Linked DNA regions of Mus musculus: region 2 is linked to region 1. A link is a contact called in public Hi-C data. All regions are on one chromosome and are shown on one strand. Each heading gives the region's core, a stretch centred on a gene start, on an enhancer-like site or on the middle of the called end of the contact. The rest is flanking DNA. Distances are from core to core; before and after follow the strand shown.

Region 1 (4,825 bases), core at 1,072-3,571:
GGCCTGGCCTGGTGGCACACACCTGTACTCCCTGCATTTGGGAGGTGGAGGCTGGACCAACAGTTCAGGGTTATTCTCTGCTTCATAGTAAATTGGAAGCCTGCTTGGGCTACATGAGACCCTTTCTCAAAAAACAAACAAACAAACAAACAAACACAAAAACAAAACACACACACACACACACACACACACACACACACACACGAAGGGGAAAATAACCTAATCATCAAGGTGTTTGCCATGGAAGCATGAGGTCCTGATCTGAACCCCTGAACTCACATTTAAGAAATAATGCCACACAGTGGCTCTGCTTATTATAATCCCTGCACTGGGGAGGTTGGAGAGCAGTTGCAGCCCTGGGGTTGAATGGCCTGCCAGACTTGGTAAGCTCCAGGCCAGTGAGAGACCCTGACTGACAAGACAAGACAAGGTGAAAAGCATCTGAGGTCCTCTGCTTCACAAGGTCATAAGGGAGGGACACACACAGATAGCCACTGAACCTGGCCGGTCACACATGTCTTTGCGATTTGAGTGGAAAAAAGTTTTCATGGGGTTTTGTTTTTGTTTGTTTTTTTTTTTTTTTTCATTTTGAGGAAAGTAGTATTTTTTTCTTGGCAGCTTTGCCCCAATTGTGTGTGTGTGTGTGTGTGTAGTTTGTATTGAGATAATTTCATGTAGCACAGGCTGGCTTCAGTTATCTATGCATCTCAGGATGACCCTGAATTTCTTGATTCTCTTGCAGACAGCTCCCAAGTACTAGGATAATGGGTGTCTATCACTATGCTTCTTATTTATTCGAATATATGTATGTGGGGTGTGTGTGTATGCATGTGTATGTGTACACATGTGTGTGTATGTGTGCATGTATAAAAGAGTGTGGTTATATGTGTGTATTAAAGATTGTAGTGTGTGTGTATGCATGTGTGTGTGTGTGTGTGTGTGTGTGTGTGTGTGCGTGTGCAGATGCCTACAGAGGTTAGAGGAGGACATCAGATTCCCCTGGAGCTGTAATTACAGACATGGGTACTGAGAAAGAATCTAAAGTCCTCTAGCAGAGGATAAACCATCTCTCCTAATCTGAGACAGGGTCTTATTTTGTAGCCCAGGCAGGCCTGGAAACCAGTATGCAGCCCAGCCTGGTTGTCAATGTATAACCCTTCTTTTTTAACCTCTTGAGTTCTGAGCTGCCTGGTGAGGTACTGTGTCAAGACTTTTTCTTTTTTTTTTTTAAGGTGAGGTACTGAGAGAGAGAACCTGGGACCTCACAGATGCTGGCTCTTTGGGCCACACCTTCAGGCCTAAGGGTTTTCCTATCCCTTATACATGTTCCAGATCTTTTCAGTTTCTGTCTATGATCCGTTTTAGTCAATAGCAAACCAACAGTGACCTCTTTTGATGCCCGCCCTGGTTTCTGTACATCATTTCAGTTAAGGCTGAAGGCACCTGCTGAGGCTCCCTGAGGCTCGTCTTACCACGGGGAGAGAGCAGTCCTCTTGATAAGGTTTCAGAGCTTGCCCTATGGCTCGGGGCTGAGAATTACAAGCAGTTCTAGAGCTGGGCCTCCAGGGCCAGCCTTTCACCTGCCGGTAGGACAGATGGTAGAGGAGTAGTGAATGAATGACCCAGTAAGGGGGTTAAGGATGCCGCCCCATCCCGCCCCAGCACCCCACGTGACTGCAGATAGCCAGGCTACAAAGTCAACAGTGATTCTCTTTCCAAATGAAATGCTTCCTTCTTTCCACTTCTTCCCTTTCCAAATCCAAAGAGCAAACAAACACTGGGTTAGGGGCGCCAGCCTTGGCCAGCCTGGCTCATCTGAGTGCTGACTTAAGTTATTCTTCTGAAGGAGGGGGAGGGGTGGAGAGCTCTGCAGCCCAGCTCACTGGTAGAGGGAACGAGGGAGGAAGAGAGAATAAGAAGATTCGAGGGAAGATGCAGAGGAGAAGGAGGAAGGAGGCCTTAGGGAGGAGGGAAAAGGGGCTTGGGGTGGGATAAATAGGAGAGATGAGAAGGCGAACAAGGTAGAGGCTGAAAGAAGAGGAGAACAACGGCGTAAGGGAAGGAGAGGAATGGAGGGAAGGAGAGAGGGAAGGAGGAAGGAGAGCGAGATCGGAGAACACAGAAGGTGGTGGAAGAAGCGAGGGGCTGGGGCCCACGGAGTGGGGAGGGAAGAAGGCGGAGGAAGGGAAGACGAGGAGGAAGGGCCCCCCTCCAGCCCTCCGCGGAGTTGCGCAATCCGCACAGACTGGGATTGGCCGCCGGATGTGCGAGACGCCCCGCCCCCGCCTCGCCTGACCAATGGGAGCGAAGGGGCGTGGCTTTCACGGGAGTGGAGTCCCCGCGCGCGCTCTGGCTCTGCAGTAACCGCGGGCCTCTCTCCGAGGACCTTAGCTTGCTGTTGCGAGCGGCCACCTCCCCTGCCCACTCTCGGAGCCCGCTCGACTCTCGTAGCGGATCAGGGACGCGTTCACTGGTTCCGGCAGTGTCCTCGCGGCGGCCATGGCCACGAAGATCGACAAGGAGGCGTGTCGCGCGGCGTACAACTTAGTGCGGGACGACGGCTCGGCGGTCATCTGGTGAGCAACGCCGCGGGGCCGGGGAAGCCAGTAGTGACCTGCTTCGTGCCGCTCGCCGCCGCCGCTCACCTATGTTTCTTTTCTTCCTCCAACCCAAAGGGTGACTTTCAGATACGACGGCGCCACCATTGTCCCCGGCGATCAGGGAGCAGATTACCAGCACTTCATCCAGCAGTGCACAGGTAGGGCGACCCTCATGAGACCTTTTGAAAGAGGGTGGGCACCCTGGGCAGCGAGCTGCTGGGCGTCCAAGCAGCAGCAGATCTGGGCTGGGGCTTTGTTTGTTTGTTTGTTTTGGTTTTGTCTTTGTGTTTTTGGAGATAGGGGCTCACTATATATCCAGGGTGACCTCCAACTGGCCATCCTCTTGCCCCAAGCGTCTAGTACTGGTAGGGTGGGTGTGCACAGCCATGCAAAGCTCTGATCTGAGCTTTCCAAAGTCCCGAGTGTATCCCTCCCCCACCCTGCCCCCAACCCCTGTGGACATCACCATCAAGTGACCCGAGGAGATTCCTCCCCCGGTAGTGTCAGTCGGCTTCTTCCGCTCCCGCACCCTGTGGTCCACTGGGTTTCCAGGTCAGAAGGGGCAGTTCAAACTCCACCCTCTCTGATTGGTCAGTGAACAATAAACGCCGAAGCCCCTGGGGGCTGCAAGCTAAAGGCAGAACCCAGGGCCCCACCCTCCTTTCTCCCTTCCATCTTTGTCCCTATCTGCTTCTGTACAAGCCTTTAATTTGAAGAGTACAGAAACACGCACCAAGAATGTGTATCCGATGTTGCTATACCAGGCCTGGATAAAGAGAAGCTGACTTGCGAGGTCCCAGCGGCCAGTTTCCTTTGGAGCGAATGGCCACTGGCTGGGGTGGGGCATGGAGAGCTGAGATTGCTCCATGGTTTGGTGTGGAGGAATCAAGCAGATGTGTGACCTTACTAAAAGCATCCCAGGGAACCCTAAGGTTTGTGTGTGTTAAGCTTCCCTGGGACATGTGGACCATGAAAGAACACAGGGCCTGAATGGCCACAGCTCCCGTAGAACAGCTCAACACCATTGGTAAAGAGATCTCTAAAGGAGCTGGTGTGCAGAGCAGCTCAGCATATTCTGGAAACAGAGGCAGGGGGATGGAGAATTGGAGGCCAGCCTAGGCTGGGCATCCCCCGTGCCTTCCGGAAAAAGAGCCTTTAAAGAGATTGGAAGTAAGAGACCCCGGGGCCTAGTGTCTCCTTAGCTTTGGAACCTAATGTCAAACAAAAGCAGGCCACCTAGGAGCTAGGGTGTGGACTCCTGGGAATGGCTGTGGGTTAGAATCCCTCTTGGGCTGCTTTCCAGCTGAGTGGGGTGGGGCCAGGTCCCTGGGGGTAGGGGTGGGGGTCACAGTTCCTCACCTGATCTCTTGTAGTGCTGCTGTGAGATTGACTGATCCCAAGTGTGTGTAAGTGTTCAGGACAGTGCTGGTCAGTCATTGGTGACAAGCAGACCAAAAAAAAATTTAAAAGCCAGGGTCATGTGACTTAACTGCTTTCTTTCTTCTTTTTTTTTTCTTTCCTCTTTTCTTTCTTCTCCCCCCCCCCTCCGCCCCCAATACTGGGTACGGAACACAGAGCATTGAATAGGCTGGCCACATGCTCTACCACTGAGGTACATCTCAGCCTTCTTAAAAAGAAAGCCATTTTAATTTGAGACAAGTTCACACTCCTTGAACCTGCGATCTTCCTGCTTCTGCTTCCTGTTTTCTTTAATTGCTTTCTGGCCTCAAACTTGGCTGTGTAGCTAAGCCTGGCCGGAAACTCCCCGATCCTCCTGCCTCTGCCTCCAAAATGCTAGGATCATAGGCTTGCATCACCTTGCCCGGTGGCATAACTTTCTTAATTGAATCATCTTTTGCATTTAGTTCGTCTCAAAGGGCATTCACTTTGTGCTGTGTGGTACTAAGATTAGTGTGAGATTGTGTGTCTGCGTGTAAGCATTCTCCTGGCTAAAATGTCTCCTGGGAGTTGCTGCTAGACTCTGTATTCATTGCTTTTGTAAATAATTCACTTAAAACAACATCGCTGTAAAGGGCGATACCGCGGAGTCAGCGCGCAGGATCTCAGCTGCTCCGACTGCAGCAAATGCTTCCAACGTGGGACAAGTGCAGACTCAACTTTCCCAAAGTTGGCGCACCATCAGGAGGATTGTCCCCAGAGTCTCTGGGGCTGGGTGCCGCAGGTCCGCTTCCATCCTCACCGGGAGCCCACCCCCAGCTCTCCTG
Region 2 (4,825 bases), core at 1,680-4,179, 240 kb before region 1:
AGTCCTACACTTTCTGGCTGCCGCTGCTGGTCTTCCTCAAGTCCTGGAGTAGGACGCCGAGGGGCCAGTGGGCAATGAAGACCCTCAATTTCCAGAGTAAACCGCCTCCCCCCTCTATGTCAAGGAGCAGAGCCCTGGTGCCTGACATCTTTTAACCAAGTCCTCCCAAGCCACTTCATTCAGAAACTACAGGAGGGAGGGTTCCCTACTCCATGAGAGGTAGCATAGCCAAGACCGCAGGCTCAATGTCTTCCCAGCATGCCCTGTCGGGTTGAAGGCATCATTCTAGACACTGCTCAGGACACAAGTAGGACCGTGGCGCTCACTGAAAACATGGCTCAGTTGGTAAAAAAACAAGAACCCGTGTTAAAACAAAAAAGCCCCGCTGGCCGTAATGGTACCCAGAGGAAGTCTCAGCAATGGGGAGGTGGATCCCCGAGGCCTGCTGGCCCCCCAGCCTCATCTACTCAGGTAAGCCTCAGGACAATGAGGGACCCTGCTTCAAAAGCAAGATGAAGCCGTGAGAGGTGGGTCTGTAGATAAAAGCACCTGCCCCCAGGTCTGATGACGTGAGTTTGATCCCTCGGAACTACCTGATAGAACCGACAGTAATTGTCCTCTGACCTCTACACACGTGCTGTGACGTGTGTACGTGCCTCCCTCCCACATAAGTAAATGTACAATCATTTAAAGGAAGGGTGGGTCCATCCCAGCCTCTGCAGAACAAGCAGGAAGCAAAGAAAGTGGGTTCTACAGAGCTAGGTGGTGGCCACCAGGGGGCGCCGGGAGACAGCGAGTACTTGCATTCTGCGCAGGGGCCCCTCAAAGCTTTCTTTTTTCTTTCTTTCTTTCTTTCTTTCTTTCTTTCTTTCTTTCTTTCTTTCTTTCTTTCTTTCTTTCTTTCTTTCTTTCTTCCTTCCTTCCTTCCTTCCTTCCTCCCTCCCTCCCTCCCTCCCTCCCTCCCTCCCTCCCTCCCTCTCTTTCTTTCTTTCTTTCTTTCTTTCTTGATTTTTTCGAGACAGGGTTTCTCTATAGCCCTGGCTGTCCTGGAACTCACTTTGTAGACCAAGCTGGCCTCGAACTCAGAAATCCACCTGCCTCTGCCTCCCGAGTGCTGGGATTAAAGGCGTGCACCACCACGCCTGGCTCTCTTTCTTTCTTTTTCTTTTTCTTTTTCTTTTTCTTTTTTTTTTTTCTTTTTTCTTTTTCTTTTTCTTCCGAGACAGGATTTCTCTGTATAGCCCTGGCTGTCCTGGAACTCACTTTGTAGACCAGGCTGGCCTCATAAATCCGCCTCCTCTCTCCCGAGTGCTGGGACTAAAGGTGTGCGCCCCACATCCGGCTAAAGCTTTCTCTTTTTAAAAAATGTGTTCATGCCGGGCATGGTGGCGCACGCCTTTAATCCCAGCACTCGGGAGGCAGAGGCAGGCGGATTTCTGAGTTCGAGGCCAGCCTGGTCTACAGAGTGAGTTCCAGGACAGCCAGAGCTATACAGAGAAACCCTGTCTCGAAAAAAAAAAAAACCAAAAAACAAAAATGTGTTTATGTAGGTGTCTGTGTGGATGAGTGTCGTGTGTGGGGGTGCCTGCAGAGACCAGAGTATGTGTGGGATCCTTAGAGATGAACTTACCGGGCTGACATGGAGGCTGAGATTCCCCTGGGGTCCTCTAGAGAGTCGCAAGTCCTCTTAACTAAAGCAGGCCTGCAGAGAGGCCACTTGGCTTAGCAGTTTAAGAGCACTGGCTGCACTTTCAGAGGACCTGGGTTCAAGTCCCAACACCCATGTGTGCTTCACCACTATCTGTAACTACAGTTCCAGGGAATCTAATGGCCTCTTCTGGCTTCCTCGGACACCGAGCACGCACATGGTGCATACACATACAAGCAGGCTAAGCATTCATACACAGGAAGTAAAAATAAAGAAAGCTTTAGAACAGTGGGGGAGGGGCCAGAAAGATGGCTCAGTAGTTAAGAATATTTGTGCTCTTGTGGAGGGAGGGCCTGGGCTTGGTTCCCAGACCCCCACATGATAGCTCACGACCATGCATAACTCCAGGTCCAGGGGACACAATGCCCACTGCTAGCTTCCACAGAAGTCAGGTTCTCACACATGTATGCATCCATGTAAAATGAAATAAATCTTAAGATCTTTTTTAAGGGGGAGGGGGTGCTGGAGAGATGGCTCAGGGGCTAAGAACACTGACTGCTCTCCAGAGGACCTGGGTTCAGTTCCCAGCATCCACGTGGGTCTGCCGCCTTCACACAGACACACATGCAGGCAAACCCACGAACGGACACGAAATAAAGAATACAGGCTTGTCGAGACACTAAAAGAAGAGGTTACATGGAGAAGTGAGACGGGTGGTGGGAGTGGGTACCTCAGCGGGGTCCTCAGTGTGAGGCAGGAAGAGCTTTGAGGGCCAAAGGCAGAGCCCTTAGGCTGTGGCTGCAGTGTGTGTTAGGGTCCTGAAGCAGAGGCAAGCGAGTGGCAGTCCACCCATCAGTGTGGGATCTGGGCTAGTTGGGACCTCAGAACACTGGTAAAGTCATGCCGGGCAGTGGTGGCGCACGCCTTTAATCCCAGCACTTGGGAAGCAGAGGCAGGTGGATATCTGAGTTCGAGGCCAGCCTGGTGTACAGAGTGAGTTCCAGGACAGCCAGAACTATGCAGAGAAACCCTGTCTTGAACCCCCCTTCCCCCCAAAAAAGAAAGAGCTGGGAAAGTCTCCCAAGACAGAAGTGCTGAGACATTCGTTTTATTGGTACCGAGCCCATGGTGGTGGGGTAGGGAATGGAGGGAGTGCCTGTAGGAATAAGTGGCTATCCCCAGGGCTCTACCTGTGGGAGACCCTGAGGCTCACTGGGTGACCTTGGAGGCTGGCCCCAGCCAGGCTTCCTGAGCTGAAGAGTTCCTGGTGGGACCTTGGCCCCCTACCCCAGGGACAAAACATCTCCAGTCAGCTGTGTCACCCCACTAGGATGCATGAGTAGTGCAAACAGGAGCCCTTGGGGCTTTCCTCCCTCCCTCTTCCCCTTCCCTCCTCCCTTGCAGGCAGGCAGGTTCCTACTGAGAGCTGTAGGGGTTTCCCTGTCTCCTCTCCCTCCGCACTGCACTGCACCTACCTGGAGAGTCTCCTGTACCAAGCTATCAGCCACCCACCTCTTAACGTGAACAAGCTCACTGTTTCTCCCTTCTAGGATGCATTTCTCCATTTTTCTCCCCCTGGGACCCCTAGGTTGGCAGCACAGGCTCTGCCAGGCGTGAAAGGCCACCCTGACCTCCTGGGCTGGGATCTGTGTTTCAGGAGCCGCGTTTGGTCAGAAACAATGGCTCCAGCAGTTCCTGGGTGCAAGGCAGCAGATCTCTGCAGCCTGAAATGAACAAACCTGCTTGCCTATCTGCCACTCCCTGGCCGTGTGATTCAGAGTAAGCGCCTCTGCTTCTCTGTGCCAAAAATGCCTTCCTTTGTAAAATGACACAAGGGAGCTCCTGTCCTGGCAGGGCTTGGAGGTCAGAAACAAGAAGGCACACACAATTAAGGGGATCCCCTCCTGCCCCCGGCACACAGCCGACTCTCAAGAAACCAGAACCAGTGATGGCTGAGGGGTTTTCTACAGCCCATACCTGAGGTCCAGCTCAGCCTTTGTGAACTCAGCTTTCCTGGGTAGCCTGGTGTCCTCATTTAAGATGGATCTGTCAAGGGGTTTTGTGGGTTTTTAAAAAGTAAATCAGAATTTCACCAACTAAACAAAACCGAATCCCCTTACAACACATGCCAGCAGAGCTGATGTTTATGGTCTCCCAGAGAGCATCTCACTCTGGCAAAGGCCCTGTAGATCTCAAACCACAGCCCTGCCCGGTTCCTCCTCGGGAGCAGAGGTACTTTTCCATTTCTACCTTCCTCCCCATCCTCACACAGCCGAGGAACGAGGCGTGGCAGTCCCCATGTGACCCCAGTCACCTCTGGCTCAGGCTGGACAATGGTGATCGAGACCCTGATCTGCCCCCAAAGTGTTAGTACCTCCCCTTGGTCACTAAGATCTGCAATTGAGGGATCTAGATCATAGCTTCCCTGTCCTGTTGTCCCTAGACAGAATCTCCCAGGACAGGAGGTCTCAGCATGTTTGTTTTTTTAAATAACTGGAGTGAAGTTCACATGGTATAAGAGCAGCCATTTTAAAGTGATAACCTAGGGAGCAGGGGCTAGAGAGATGGCTCATCAGCTAAGAGCCATCTCTCTTAGATGCTTTTCTCGAAGGCCAAAGTTCAATTTCCAGCACCCACGTGGAGGCTCACTTCAGTTCCAGGGAATCCAGCACCCTCTTCTGGTCTCTGCAGGCACCAGGCACGTGTGCCAAGAAAACTCTCATGCACATAAAAATAAGTTTTAAGGGAAAAAAAAAATGACCACCATCGGTGGTGGCATACACCTTCAATCCCAGCACTCGGGAGACAGAGGTAGATGGATCTCTGAGTTCTCGTCCAGCCTGGTCTACAGAGTGAGTTTCAGGACAGCCAGGGCTGCGCAGAGAAACCCTGCCTTGAAAATCCAAACATAAGATAAAGATGAAATGACAGCACAAAACATTGTCATCCCCTGGAGAAGACACTCAGTTCCACCGTCAGTGCCCGAGGAATGCCTGCCGTAGGCTGCTACGCTTCAGGCTTGGTCTTCACTGCAGCCTTCAGACTGGGGCTCCAGGGAAGTGCCTATAATCTGATCCCATGACCTTTAAGTGGGTCTTAGTTGGAAGGGGTGCCGTTGTGTCCAGCCTTTCCACGTGTGTCCTGAGCTGCCACGAGGCCTGGTGCTCAACTCTCTCA

The links. Hi-C and Micro-C count contacts between places; a contact is called where the count stands out from the background.
Region 2: a contact with region 1 is called in a Hi-C map of the N1E-115 cell line, with 7 times the contacts expected there. The contact joins the enhancer-like site here to the promoter of Cotl1 in region 1. A contact is called at or near these places in 8 of 39 promoter capture datasets (the 3T3-L1 cell line, the C10 cell line, the HPC-7 cell line and 4 more), 10 of 484 Hi-C or Micro-C datasets (B cells, the N1E-115 cell line, cerebral cortex and 5 more), 7 of 115 datasets of contacts at active chromatin or transcription factors (bone marrow-derived macrophages, embryonic hindbrain, embryonic limb bud and 4 more) and 3 of 9 other capture datasets (adipose tissue, liver and pancreatic islet).

What each region holds. Positions count from the first base shown.
Region 1 is chr8:119,838,075-119,842,899 of GRCm38.p6, reverse strand. It overlaps Cotl1 (coactosin-like 1 (Dictyostelium)), which reads left to right and starts at 2,321. Exons shown (of 4, transcript NM_028071.3): 1 at 2,321-2,576; 2 at 2,676-2,758. The coding sequence starts at 2,500.
Region 2 is chr8:120,074,190-120,079,014 of GRCm38.p6, reverse strand. No RefSeq gene overlaps it. Among named protein-coding and RNA genes, the nearest start is that of Zdhhc7, 25 kb to the left of the region's middle. Within about 2 kb of position 2,929, at least 22 of the 459 cell types and tissues checked have an H3K27ac peak or open chromatin away from gene starts, as enhancers often do. A contact at or near this core is called in the N1E-115 cell line and uterus, where this site is marked.